Linked DNA regions of Mus musculus: region 1 is linked to region 2. A link is a contact called in public HiChIP or PLAC-seq data. All regions are on one chromosome and are shown on one strand. Each heading gives the region's core, a stretch centred on a gene start, on an enhancer-like site or on the middle of the called end of the contact. The rest is flanking DNA. Distances are from core to core; before and after follow the strand shown. Region 1 has its middle 31 kb from the start of Gm36260. Region 2 has its middle 4.9 kb from the start of Gm42397.

Region 1 (3,633 bases), core at 919-3,418, 460 kb after region 2:
TTAAAACATCGGGAGAAAATTGCTTATAGAGCATTTGCCTTTAAAGATGTCTGTTAGACACTCATCTGAGTCAGCTTGGGTATGTCCTGACCCTCTGGTCTGAGCTGTGTTTCTTACTCTACAGGGGGATCAGCAGAGTTCTCACCATAGGATGGGAATCCCCTTTAGTCTTGATGCCTGCGTTCTTCCATTTTATTTAAGATAAAATTCTACCAAATTAGAAGTTCTGGTGGCCACTTAGCATCCCCATAGAGAGCATGTAATGTAAATTAAAGTTGGGGGAAAACATGCAGAACATTCTGGAAGTTCAGAGCGATTAAACGGCATGGAACAAGATATATACTGATCTCTAATGGAATGACCTGGGCTGCAGAAAGAAACAGCTAGCTTGGCTCAGAAATCCAGGGTGGGAAAACAAATTGCTTAGATTTGATTCAATATCTAGGAACCTTTGAAGTGGTTCTGGAGCAACAAGTAAATCACTTCGTTTCATGCCTCGGAAGGTAGATCCTTCTCTTCAGTGCTGAGCGGGAGATGTGGGGAGGAAGGAAACCATTCAAGTGCGTTATCTGCAGGGCAGAAGTTGTCACAAAACTCTGAAAAACTCTGAACTCCTTTGCAAGCAGTTCACACTAAATGGGAGGCTTGGGACAGCCTGTCCCGCTCGCCAAGGACCTGCAGATGGGTCTAGGCAGAGGGCCACTTCTCAATGAGGAGTGTTAAGAAATCCGGGTCAGGTATGGGCACAATTTTGACATCTTGTTGAAATCGGTGTCTCCTTTTGCCTGCGATGCTAAGTCTCTACTCTGGGGTCTGACCCATGGCTCTGCAGTACAGTTTGTTTATCACATACAGGTCCTTAAGTTGGAGCAACTCAGGAAGCGAGGGATTGGAAAGGAATGGAAGGGCAAGGGAAAAAGGCAAAAGCAGAAAGGGGCAGGGGCAGGGGCAGGGGCAGGGGCAGACAGCCCTCTACTGCTCTACTAGGTATAAAATGTGACTCAGTTTCTTCAATCTGGTGACTAAGCACTTAATACCCATGTAAGCTTTACCTCTCATGGATTTGTGCCAGAATTCAGAATATAGCATTGTGGTATCTGCGCAAACACAACTAGAAGAGTAGCAAGAAAATCAGCCAGGTAAAGTGCTGTCTGTCCTTCAGTCTCCTGGTCCAAAAATACCCAGATTACCCCCATACTGAGACATAGATCCCTGTGATAACATCAGATCACAATGTTAGCTCTTGAGTTTGTTTCAACACTGCCTCTGTCTCTTAAGTTTGGGGATTCTATGTGCTACTATGCCTGGCCCATACTATTATGTATTTTTAATGGGATTCTTTTCACTTCCATTTCCAGGATGAACAACTGTGATAAAGTAGTGGAATACCAAAAATAAAACTTTGCCCGAAATGATTTCAGCTCTTTCAGCCTGGTCCTCTTAAAAAACAACATACAACAACAATCGACAGATTAAATACGTAAGATCACCTGAGAATCATGATTTTCCCCCCTCTGTGGTTTATTCAGAAGTCAATTTGAAAATTATGAGAATGTATAATAACAGAAAGGTTGAAGGAAAATGCTCCTAAGTTAGTTCCTGTGTTTGATTTACTTAGAAGGGACACTAACCCCCGTAGAAAGGTGGTATCAGCTACTCCCTGAATGTCAGCTGCAGGCTTGCTTTCTACAGAGTTGCCCATGAGGGACAAATGAGGGAACGAAAGCAGATAAGTTCCAGAAACAGTCTGTTGGGTTTTTGTTTGTTTGTTTGCTTGTTTCTCAAAAAAAAAAAAAAAAAAAAAAAAAAAAAAAAGAGTGACTTTCGCTTCACTTAGTGGCTTTAAGAGCCGGGTGCACAGACTAAGGTTACAAAGTAGCCTTGGCGTCCCTTACATTGTTCTTTACAGGCTCTTGACACAGGCTCTGTGACTAACAGAAAGAGGCGGATCTTGAAGCAGATTGATCTAGAAACAAGGGTCCCCGAGAGCAGTTTCACTAGCGACTTGGGAGTCTAGAATGAGCCCCCAGGCTCCTCCGCCTTCCTCATGCCAGAGCTGCGGAGCCAGGAGCCAGGCTTTCCACCTCAAGCATCAAGGGCTATTGTAACAGCAATGTGCTAAAGCGCCACAATGGAGGATTAGGATAGAGACCGGAGGACTGACCTCTACTAAAAATAAAATTTGGCTCCCCTTGGGAATTCCTTCATGGATTGTGCAACCATGTACAGAATGCTTCAGGGACCGGCATATTTTCTGCCTCCCCCAACCCCCCAACCCCCCTTCACCAACAGACTTGGTGTACTCTGCCGTCCACACTGAAGACCACAGCTGTTTTGTTTGGACAGGCTGGTCTCAAAGTTTGAGCTTGCACACAAAAGGCTTATCACCGACACCAGCCTTTCTCTGACAGCTGTTTTCTTTCCCAGCCCCAGGGCTTTGGTTAAAGGAAGAAAAAAAAGGGGGGGGGGTTGCTGAAGAGAGAAACCGGGTTATCAGTAAACTCCAGTAGATACCTGCCTTCGAGACCTGAGGGAGACTCTCACACACTTTAATGCCACGCCGAACAACTAGTTTGATAAACTATTCATTCTCTCCTTAAAAGATGGTGTGGAAGCTGAGCCCAAATTACTTCCTATTAAAAAAAAAAAAAAAAAAAAAAAAAAGGCGAGGTACATTACAAGGGCTGCTATGCACGGAAAAGCGTGCCTGTGATCATGAGTTTGTGAGGTGTATCGTATCCCAGTAGCATGAGGCTGGCTGGAGGGAATCAGCTCCAGGTATGTGCGTGCTGCATCTAGGAGAACTGATAAAATCAGGGTCCTGTCAGCTGTGTAAATTGAGAGGAAGAGCCAACTTCAGCGGCTTCCTTCGGGAAGGTTGGTTTTGTGCTGGCGAACTGCTCCCCCTGGTGGATCCGCAGCTGCCATGTTCACAGAACCGTTCTGCAGGGACCAAAGGCGGTTAGAGGCAAACCCTCTGGAGGAAAGTTAACTTCAGGGCGCCCTCATCAATTCCAGCAGAATCCCTCCTGTGTATCATTGAGACTCTCTTATCTTCCCACCTTGTCACGTCCTGTGTCTGTTCTTCTTACCAGGGTCTTGTTGATTTGACGGGCATGAAAAAAAATCTCTTTTTGGTTCTCTATTTTATTTTATTTCCCTTTAAAAGTAAATCTAGATATATACAAGAAGGAAATTACCCACAGAGGGAACATTTTATTGTGACACCACTGTTTTCCATACACCCTATCCACTGTTGGGCATCTCGTTCATTCATACCTAGGCTCCTTGTTGTACTTATATGTTCTATAAGTTATATGAATTCCTGAAGACCAACTTGTTCCCATTAGTATACATTTCAGTGCTGATGTAAATAATTGATGTTGTTGTTTTTACTAAGAATGTTTTCTGTGTGCCCTGCTATGCAAGGATAGGAGGTGATGTTAACTGGGCATGGACAATTGTCTAGATCAAGTCTCTCACTTTTGAACATTCTGTAAAGTCAAACTGCAGCCTCTTTTCGAACACTTTATAAGCCAAATAAGGAGGGATTTTAAATATTTATTTAACAAGACATATTTTAAATAACCTACATATGTAAATAGAACGTTCTTAGCCTGTACATTATTGCCA
Region 2 (4,030 bases), core at 254-2,753:
GGTATAAGACAGAAAACCATGCTGTCAGATTCAAACACATCAGGTTCAAACACATCACTGGCCTCATATTATACTCAGGATAAAGTCCCAATATACAAGATCAGTTCTTCCTTCCTTCCTGGCTTCCCCTACAACTCAGATTCAACCCCACTGACCTGTCTGCCTTTTACCGTGTCTCTCAATCGGAAGTCACAGCGTCCCTTGCGCTAATCCTCTGAAAACCAGGGTGATATATTTTTGCTTCAAACAGATATTTTTCTCTCAAGTCATGCCTGGTCATTCCCTTCTCTGCTTAGCCGTCTCACCTGCTCAGAGGGCTTTTCTGTTCCACCCTGTAGCACCTGCTCCTTTTTCCCATTTCCTCACTATATAATCACCATGTTTTTCTTCTGAGAGTTTCACCATTGGCAGGTACCACTGTATGTGGGTATCTGAGAGTTTCTTTGCTTCTATCCCTAGCATAAGAGCTGAGAAATTCAGTAACTGTCCCTGTTCATGGTATTTCCCCACTGCCTACCTGGCATTCCATAGGTTTGTAATAAACCAAGTAAAAATTTAATGAACTGCTATTCTGTCAGAAGTGCGTGGGCAACTTTGATCTTTCTGCCTCACTGGATTCTTCCTTTCCACTTATGAAAGAGAGAGCATCATGTGGGGTTCAGAACCCCAAAATGATTGAACATTGACATCTGATCCAAGAGAAGGTACCTGTACTGAGTAGGACAGAAGCTCTAAAATAAATCTCCAAAGGCATGCTCAATTCCAAGGTGATTTTTACATTGTTAGAGGGCAGTGGTTTTCAACCTTCCTAATGCTGTTACCCTTTAATACAGTTCTTCATGTTGTGGTGACCCCCAACCACAAGTTATTTCATTGATCCTTCATAACTGAACGTTTGTTGCTGTTATAAATAGTATTGTATATAGCTGATGGGCAGGATACCTGATATGCAACTGCAAAGGGCTCACAACCTGCAGACTGAAAACTCCTGTTCAAAGGAAATTGGTGCTACTTTTAACTATACCAAGAGTAGTCTTATCTGGCCCTAAGATAAAAATTTATTTATAAAGCTAAAAAGATAAACTCCCATATACTAGTTAATAAGTTGTGAGTGTTGTGTACAATGTATACTATGTCATTATATATATATATATATATATAATACCATATATATATAGATGCATATGCCCTCATCTAGTTTCCTTGAGATACAAATTCTTCTCCCGAATCCATGCTGATGTCAAGTGCCTTGTGGTTTTGAAGGATGTGTGCCACGTGAGATGTGCTTAGATGGATAGAAATAACATTTGCAAACAACCGAGCCTAGCTCTGTTGCCTGAGCCAAACAATCAGAGTCAGGTTCAAAGCTACCCATCTCTGTCAGATCTCCCCACTCTCCCCACCCTTCCACAGCTTCATGTCATTCCCAGCACCTCCTCCCTAACACCAATATACAAAGGCACACACACCACAGGGCAACCTCAAATCTATGGAGCACAGCCAAGGATTTGAGGTTGAGGTTTCCTGTGCCAAGTGCTCTCCTGCTAAGCTCCAAATACAACACCCTTTCTTGGCTTTGCTAAAGCTTCCCAACAAATCTTAAACCAGATACACTCCTTTTAATCCTATTGTTACTGTCCTGCATGGTGCCAAAGTAAAGACAAGCTGTGCTTATAAAATGGGGACACTAAGGAGGTATAAGTAGGATACAGAAAACATACTTAGAGCTATTCCCCACAGGGTTAAAGCATGATCTCTCCTAGCCAGGCTTCCTCCTTCCCAGCTCCCCCTTCCTATGCAGTAGTAAGTAAATAAATGAGCCAACAAGGACCCCTCTACTGTGTTTTCTTTTGAGAGGATAGTGTACTGTAAAGGCTTTGTGGTTTCAATTTAATTCACAGAGAAAGCCAAAGCACCTACTATGAACACGACGCCGAGGCTGCACATATATCCTCCGATTTACCATTATCACGCCCCCAGTGAAAGGAGACAAGAGTGAGCCAGGGACCGCAGCTTACAGAAGTTTCATTGATTTACGATCAAACAAACATTTATGGGAATGTGACTGCCATTCAAAATCCAATACCGAGGGCTCAAACATCCAAGCTTTTACTCGCTTGCTTCTAATATTCAAGAATGCAAATAAATTAATAAATACATACATAAATAAGCATGCATGTCCTTCAAGTGATGAAGGAAAGACGCCAACTTTATACATTTGTGTAAGAGTGATGAAACTAAGAAGAAGGAAACCAAAAAAGACAAGAGGCAGGGAGCTGCAAAGATGGCAGAACTGGGCAAACATGATGCCAACATTAGATGTGCTGATATGGCGTGCATCCGATTGCTGAAAGTCACAGGTGTCTGTTTTACCTGCAGCCTGCCCCCTTCATGCAGGTTGAAAGCCTTTGAAGCAATCAAGCAGTAAACTGGTTGATAGGATGTGGCTTCCTTGCTGACCCTACTCTGTTGGGAGAGAGGATTCCTAGTGAGCAAGACCAAGGGCTGATGAATTAGTGCTTTTTACCAGCAGGGGTTCTGCACCCCTTCCTTTCTGAGGTGAAGTCACCCAATATAACCTCCATCTCAAAGGCTGTGACAGCTCTTTGTCACACAGAACTTCTGAGGGGAAAACTAGAAAAAATGGATAGGAAATAAATATGAAAATACAAAGGTAGGGGGAAAGAGTTGATTTTCAGAATTACATAGATTGACTAACAGGGGCCTGAACCTGTGCAAAAGTTGAGAATGTGATCAATTCAATTGCACATATTATTAAATCTGCCGCCTTCGGCAAAGGTGCCACCCAGCTGCCACCAGTATAGCTCTTCCAAGTGGCTGGCATAGCAAGTATAATTCACTGGGTAGCGCGACTGTACCCAACTCAGACAGACATCCTGAAAACATGCCATATAGACACCCATCTCTCAAATTTTAAATGAGGGCTCCTTGAGGCATAACAACAAAACAAACGATCTTTCCTCTCCGTGTGTCTTATAAGATGAGTGACCTTAGTCATGAATCTGAACTTCATTTCGGATACAGAGAACCCACTGGGACCAACTCCATTTCAGAGTCTCTGCTTCCACAGATCCTTGCACGATGCTTCCCATGCGTAAGTGTTAGATACAGTTTGAAGCCTCCTTTTCCCACAACTGTTGCTTCGGAGCAATTTCTTGGATTGACATCTGTGCATTTCTTTCCATCAAATCCAGAGATGCTAAACTGACAACCCTCTGGTCAGATATTAAAATGTACAATCCCTCCTACTCTTGTAACGCTTGGATGATGTGCAGTTATTGTTCTGAAATCCAGTCATTGGAGTTGAAAGATAAATATTATTCCATATCTTATTGAATAAAATATATTATATCACAGGTGATGGAGACAGATTGACTCAATAAATTCTAATAGTGTATGCTGAGAAATAGTGGCAATAAAAACGCTGATGGCCCGACCCGGGGAGAATATTGAATGTCATTAACATGCCATTTCCTCTGTTCTGATCTCCCCATCCTGTTCTTTACACTGTTATAATCTCTGTCGCAGGGTTTTCCTTTGGCTCATCAGCCTGAGAAAAAGAGTGTCCATTTTTTCGCTGCCTTAAATTACCCAGAACTCTGCTGACTGAAGAAATGAAGTAGCAGCATAAAGTGCAGAACACTGGTGTGGAATGTCTTCCTGATAATGCTCCCCAAATGGGATGCTACTGTGTTCTACCGCTTGGGATCACCCCGAAAGTTTGTTCACATTCTCTTTTTATAACTTCATTTTTTCCCCCTAGTATGTGAATCCGTGTGGAAGGATGACTGGGAATTTAAAGACAAAATTTTAAGAGTTTGTTAGGAAGTTTGTTCTAATTCATATTAAGAGGTTATTTTTAAAGATATTAATTACATGACTCTTTTTTACACAAGAAGGCGAAATAATTGTAGTTTAGATGTTTGTGTTGATTCTGATTTTCTGGATATTATCTGGGAGACAATGCATCCCCCCCCCCCCCCACACACACACACTTGTGTGTGCACAC

The links. HiChIP or PLAC-seq counts read pairs in DNA pulled down with a chosen protein or histone mark.
Region 1: an H3K27ac HiChIP or PLAC-seq map of heart atrium shows a contact between it and region 2, with 6 times the contacts expected there. The contact joins two enhancer-like sites. A contact is called at or near these places in 2 of 484 Hi-C or Micro-C datasets (embryonic stem cells and palatal mesenchyme) and 2 of 115 datasets of contacts at active chromatin or transcription factors (heart atrium and neural tube).

What each region holds. Positions count from the first base shown.
Region 1 is chr7:71,409,458-71,413,090 of GRCm38.p6, forward strand. No RefSeq gene overlaps it. Among named protein-coding and RNA genes, the nearest start is that of Gm36260, 31 kb to the left of the region's middle. Within about 2 kb of position 2,169, at least 73 of the 459 cell types and tissues checked have an H3K27ac peak or open chromatin away from gene starts, as enhancers often do. A contact at or near this core is called in heart atrium, where this site is marked.
Region 2 is chr7:70,951,023-70,955,052 of GRCm38.p6, forward strand. No RefSeq gene overlaps it. Among named protein-coding and RNA genes, the nearest start is that of Gm42397, 4.9 kb to the right of the region's middle. Within about 2 kb of position 1,504, at least 4 of the 459 cell types and tissues checked have an H3K27ac peak or open chromatin away from gene starts, as enhancers often do. A contact at or near this core is called in heart atrium, where this site is marked.